Regions from separate parts of the Anas platyrhynchos genome. Here region 2 is linked to region 1. A link is a contact called in public Hi-C data. All regions are on one chromosome and are shown on one strand. The core of a region is the stretch at or near the end of the contact, and the rest is flanking DNA. Distances in the headings are between cores, read along the strand shown.

Region 1 (3,076 bases), core at 310-2,809:
GTTGTAACCACCAGAACACTTTAAAAAGCAGACCGGTTTTGGCAGAGTGCAGAACAACTTCTGGCTCTGTCTCCTATGGGTATTGTGTAGTGAATTTGAAACAAGTTCTCCTTCTGCCCATTTCTCAGTAGTGGAACAAGGTTAAAAGTGGATTCTTCCCGGAATCCCTCGTTGCCTGCCCATTGTGTGGTCTGCAGCGTGACAAGTGTCTGCTGGGAAAACAGAACGGCATTCACATTCACTGTCCTGTGCGCTGAGGGTGCCCTGAGCTCCCGGCCGCGGGGGAGAAAGAGACCCACTATTAATTTGCCAGTTCTAGTGGTTTGATTTTTGTACAAAGACTTGATTTTATTTTTATTTTTTTATACAGAATAGCATGTTTTGTGTGTTATAAAAACATTTTTTGCCCAGCAAACCGTAGTGAATTACCTTGATTCTTTTTACATGTGGAGGCCCAGGAAGGCAAGCCTGGCAACCTCGCATTAGGAATTGCTTATGTATCGTTGCATATCTTATGGGGGTTGGAGGATAAACTAGATGACTTAGAAGGGGTATTTTGCAGATCTATTTTCTGTGGTTCTTAGGATATCTGCTAAACTTCAACTTCTTTTTGCCAGTTTGTAAGCAGCAATCACGTCACCTGTCAGTCTCTGCTAGACTGAAGCAGCCCTGGATCTGGGCCTTTGGTTCACCTCTGTTGGCTCAGATTGGTACAGGCCTTCATTTTCCAAGGGCTGCTTTTTCCCCCACAGACAACTAGAAAAATAGATCTAGAGTGTCAGGATATGAAGCTACAAATGTTGACAGATAAAGATGTAAACAAAGGTGTTATTAAGATGCACTGGAAAGGTGGAGATATTTGCTACTTTGACTCTTCCTTGAACTTTTCAGCTGTGAACGCAGGTTTGTACACGCAACAGCTGAATTTGAGAGCAGGGGAAATATGAGTAGTAATAAAATGTAGGTGAAATGTAGCAAATGCAGGAATACAAGAATCTTTTCTTTTTCCATGTCTTCTCTAATTTCTGGCAGTTACAGAAAGCTTATTGGGCATCAGAAGTGAAAGCTCTTCCCCACTAATCCCGCAGATTCCTGGAAATGCCTCTTTGATGGTGTCTCCATGGGGCATTGAAATTCAGCAGCTCACTATCTGATACAGGGAGAAATAGTTGCTAAGTGCCTGTTTGCACACAGATGGCCATAAAAGCTCAGGACTTAAAAATCCAAAGGAACAGCGAAGCACTCTGCAGGTGGACATGGTCACATTCCTCAGGCCAATCTATCAGCTACAGCACATAGATGACAACTGTTTGTATTTAAGGAGCCGGGCATTCCGGTCTGAACTTCTTAGTTAACTGGTGCACCTTGTCCTTAAGGGCATTGTTATCAGAGCATTCTTATATCAATATAATTAGAATTACTCACACAGCACAGTGTGTGCTGGGCTTTCCAGATGAGTAAGACAGGATCCTTCCCCTGAAAAGTTTAGCAGTCTGCAGTCGAAAGCAGTGAGTTAGAAAGCAAGTGAAGGTGCAGTGGTGTAAGTGCCAGTCTTACAGTCGTCTGTCAAGTGTTTACGGATCAGAAGTCACTGCTTCTAAAAATATGTATAAGCGATGAAGTTTTGGTAGGCTGCATTTCTTTACTTTGCTTCTCAGCCTGTACGAAGTCAGTAAGCCTGCAGGCATTAGCTAAGGATGCTGGAGGTAAAAGTGCTCCCTCTGTCCTAATGTGCTTAGTGGTGTTGGATACTAAGGTGGCATCGCTCTGACTAAAGCCCTGCCTCTGTTTAGAAGTAAGGTGCTGTGACAAAGATGAGTTTCACTTCACTAGTCGTTTTAGTTTACTCAAGAGCTGCATGCAAGAGCTTTCACTCAGAGGTACATGCATACCAAAACAGTATTTGTTTCAGTACCTGATGTCAGGAGCTTGACTCTGTCTTTCAACACCAGTGAAGCATATGTTAGGTGTAAGTGCCTTGGAAATACAATGAGGTGTTGGGATTGTATTGAAGGAGCTGGAATGCCTCCAAACTGCACCCATGCTGAAACAAAGACTTGCTGCGGCCTCCTGAGGCATCAAGCAGATGCCTTTCCCCAGCTTATACCAATCCCACACACATACTGAAGTGCCTGCCTGTGCCAGGATAAATTTGTATATCTTAGGGCTTGTAGATATGCTGAGCAATGCATCTGTCTGTAACCATGCTATTCTGTTGATGAATCTGTCTGTGGACAGCATGAACCATGGTAAATAGGGTGTCTAGATATGCAACCTAACCCCTACTGTCTAAAGATCATAATGACTTGAATATCACAACAGCTATGATGCCGTTCTGTGGGGATAAAATGATAACATCTATGACATTTTGCAACTCAATTTGCAATAAACTTCGTGTTAAGGGTTTGTTGAAGTTTTTACTTGTCCCCTTCATTTGCCAGTTACAGTGTTCAGGCTTTTATCTCTGGCAAAAATGACTATGCAATTCCAAACCATATTAAGGAAAGCAAACCCCTGTGGTGGCTGTGTGTTTGTAGTGGAGATGCTGTCAGCATTTGCAGGAGAGAAGTATGGATATCTTTGACTTCAGCTCATGCTCCCTTGCATTTTGGCTCTCAGAGATAGTATCAGTAAAATTACACAGAAAAGGTCTGACCACCACCACCTGTTTATCAGCATTTCTGAAGTACACTCATTCTGGCAGGAATTCAGGTCTAGAACTAATGAATAGATTAACACCTTTTCTAGAGCCCTGTTATCAGGGCTATTATGTTTTCAAATAGGTCATATAGTCAAAAAGCAAGAAGTAACAAGAGCTCTGTGTAGGAAGAGGTAAGTTACTGACTGCTGCTAGGGCTTGTTGCAAAAGTAGAATCATTTTGATAAGATGTTTCCTGTTTAAATAGACATTTGGACTATGTGTCCTTTGGCTTTAAGGAAGTCTCAAGCAAAATCCCTTCCCAGTTGCTTGGCTGTCTGGGTGGTTTTTATTACTTTGAAGTTGGGCTTTATCTGCTGGCTTCGTTCACAGACTAGCTGGCTGCTTATCACATCTGTGGATCAAAACTTCAAAGGT
Region 2 (3,076 bases), core at 185-2,684, 60 kb after region 1:
CCAGCAGTGGTGGGGAAAGGGGGCCTGCCACCATGGGCAGGCGGTCCACACCCTGCAGAACGGGCAGGGAGGACTGAGACGCGGTGAGAGCAGCCCGCGTGGCCTCGTCTTCAGGCATGCCAGCGATGCCGTTGCCATTGGGGGCCAAGGTGGCACCATTGGTCATGTCAAGAGGGAAACCGAGGTCAGCAGCCCCCGGGCGGAACAGCATAATGTCGGGGCGTGCAGGGGGCACCAGGATCTGCACATTGGACTGCTTGATGACCTCCTGGCAGATGTCAATCACCGAGCGCATCAGCAGGAACTTGGCAGCCGTCATGAGCTCTGGGAAGCTCTCCAGCCGCACCACGATGCGCGACGTGTAGGCGAAGTCCAGGATGTCTCCAAACACCTTGGAGCTGATGGTATGCATCTCCAGCTCCCGCCCGCCCCCGGGGGCACCGCCGGCCGCTGCCGCGGCACCACCGGCCGCCGCCGCCTCCGTCGTGCCCCCTTCTCCTCCGCCGCCGCCGCCGGCTGCTCCGTCGCCCAGCTGCGCGCTGAACACCGACTCGAAGTACTCGCTGCATGCGGCCAGCACCGCCCGGTGCGCCGGGAAGCTCTCGTCGCCCACGCGCAGGAGCACGTCGCAGAAGCGGCCGCCGTTCTTGCGCTGCTGGTTGAGGCTGTGCAGCATGTCGGCGCTGTGCCGGCTCACCTGGTACGTGTAGCAGCCCGACGAGGGGCCGCAAGCGGCGGCCTCGCTCACCCGCTCCATGGGGCTTGCGCCGCCCCGCTGGCGCCCGCAGGGGGCGCGCACTCTCAGGGCCGCCGGGCGGCGCGCTGCTCCTCCTCCTCCTCCTCCTTCTCCTCCTCCTCCTCCTCCTCCTGCTCCTCCCCGCCCCTGGCCGGGCCGGCGGCGGCGGTGCGCGCTGCGCTCCCTGCCCAGTGCGAGGGGATGGCGGGCAGAGGGAGAAGAGAGGGGGGGGGGAAGAAAGGAGAGGGGGGGCGAGACAAAAGGCTCGGGCTGCGGAGGGGCGCGGGGCCGCCGCCGAGCGCTGCGAGCTCCGCCCGGGCCCGGCCGCCACGAGGCGCTGCGGCCGCCGCGGGAAGGGGCGTGCGCGGCGCGGCTGCAGCGAGCCGGGAGGGACGGGGCTCCGGCGGCTGCGGCTCCGGGCTGCCGGCTCCCGTCCGTCCCTGTGTGTTTGGAGCGGAGGAAAGATGGCAGCGGCTGCACTTCCTCTTGCACTTTCACCCCTGGGGGGAGGAGAAGGAGGGGGCGATACCACCCCCCCTACAAAAATCCAGCGGGGGCCCCCCGGCTGCTGCTCCCCCGCCGAGCGCCGCCGCCGCCGGCTCCGGCCCGGGCCCCGCCCGCCCCGCCGCACCCTCACCGCCGGCGCCGCAAACTTTCCGCTCTTCTTTTGCTCCAGAAGCCCCCCACCCTTTTCATAGAGACCCCCCCCCCCGCCCCTCCAGCCGCTCGGGCTCCCCCCTGCCCCCCCGCTTCCTGCCCCCCTCCCTCCCCGCATCCGCCAATGCTCGAGCAGCCCGAGCCAGCAGGCCGGCCCCCACCCCGCCCGCCCGCGGGGGCTGGGGGCTGCAGCCCCCCCGTTCCCCCAGCACCGCTCCTCCAATGCCGAGCCGGCAGCCGGGGGCCCCCCCCATGGCACAGGGGGGTGGGGGGGCTGCGCTCACCCCCTCCCCCAAATATCCGGGCTGCAGCTCGCCCCCCCGGGCCCCCCTCCCGCCGGGGAGAGGAGGGGCTGGAGAGAAGGGGGGGGGGTTGCAGGCAGCCTCCCCCCCCCCTCCCCAGGCGCGGAGCGGCCAATGCAAACCCTCCCGGAGCTGCAGAGGCGCCGAGCAGCCCCCACCTCCTCTCCCCGCCCGAGGAGAGCCGATCCCCGAGGGGCCGGGGGCTGCGGCCTCCCCCCGCCCTTTCATTGCATTCTTCACCCCCTCCCCAGCAACTCTCAGCCTGACCAAAAAAGCCAGGCGTTGCGCGTTTTTTGGGGGGTACCCCCTTTCCCTTCACTCCCTTCTCCCCCGGTGCAGCGATGCCCCCCGGCAGGAGCGGCTGGGAGCAGCGGTCCCCGCGGGCAGGGGGCTGCGGGAGGCGCAGCCTCGAGCGCTGCCTCCATGTTGGGGGAACGGCCTCCCCGCGGGGCCTCCGCTGCCCCGCCGTTCCCACGGCCGCGCTGCCAGCCTGCCCCGGGGAAACCGCCCCGAGAGGCAGGGCTGCGGGCTGCTGCCCGGGGCTGCCTGCACCGGCCCGGTGCTGAACCTCCCCTGGGTGCTCACGGGCTCGGTACGAAGAGCTCCTCTTCAAAGAGCAGCAGCAGCAGTCACGTTCGGCTAAATCTTGCTTTCTGTCTCAGAAAAATTGTTGCTTACTTTTGAAGAAATGTTTCCCCCCAAACACGCGCTCTTGCAAAACTAGGTTCTTTGCTTTGTTAAAGACAATGCGTTTTTAAAGCGTTCAGGGGCAGTTTTTTGCATTTGGAACATCAAGGCTAATTCAGAAGCCTTGGATGACCCATTCACAATCCAGTATTGTCACTTAAACTATTCAGTGGAAAATACTGAACTCAGCGCATGCAAGGGCATCTCAAACTGTGGAGCGTTCCAAGAGCTCGAACCCAGCACTTGAATTAAACAGTGGTGGAACCGAGAAAGCATTCTGGGTACTGATGTGCAAATGAGCGCACCAAGCTTCCAACTTCCAAAACGCGATATTGCATTAACACTTAAGGCCACGCGCTGCCCTCAGCCTGTATGCTGGGTTTCTCTTGCTTCTGCTGGAAGCTGACTACACCGCAGGCAGAATACTGCCGGTAGCTTTTTATTACTGCATTACATATGCACGCGCCCTGATCTGAACGTGTATTTTGGGAAATCTGAGGTTGTTCGAGTGGTAGCGATGTTGATGAACACGCACTCTATTACATGTATAATGCAGTGCTCCCATCCTGTTAGTCTGTTAGTGTGCCACAAACCAAGAGTTGTACTTGCTGTGGTGAGGAAAAGGATTATATTTACACATACTAGGCAGGCTGCATGTGCGCACACTTGCAGCAGTTAAAGAATCTGGAATTTG

Evidence for each region. Hi-C and Micro-C count contacts between places; a contact is called where the count stands out from the background.
Region 2: a Hi-C map of skeletal muscle shows a contact between it and region 1, with 2.3 times the contacts expected there. The contact joins the promoter of PATZ1 here to the enhancer-like site in region 1. A contact is called at or near these places in 5 of 8 Hi-C or Micro-C datasets (F1 follicle, liver, skeletal muscle and 1 more).

The regions. Positions count from the first base shown.
Region 1 is chr16:8,079,387-8,082,462 of IASCAAS_PekinDuck_T2T, forward strand. The region is part of intron 2 of LIMK2 (LIM domain kinase 2); the gene reads left to right. LOC119718478 (a long non-coding RNA gene) reads right to left here. Exons shown (of 3, transcript XR_005269632.2): 3 at 1-3,076. Among named protein-coding and RNA genes, the nearest start is that of LIMK2, 7.5 kb to the left of the region's middle. Within about 2 kb of position 1,560, at least 1 of the 8 cell types and tissues checked has an H3K27ac peak or open chromatin away from gene starts, as enhancers often do.
Region 2 is chr16:8,139,778-8,142,853 of IASCAAS_PekinDuck_T2T, forward strand. PATZ1 (POZ/BTB and AT hook containing zinc finger 1) reads right to left here and starts at 1,435. Exons shown (of 6, transcript XM_027470045.3): 1 at 1-1,435. The coding sequence starts at 757. It overlaps LOC119718477 (a long non-coding RNA gene), which reads right to left. Exons shown (of 5, transcript XR_005269631.2): 5 at 1,501-3,076.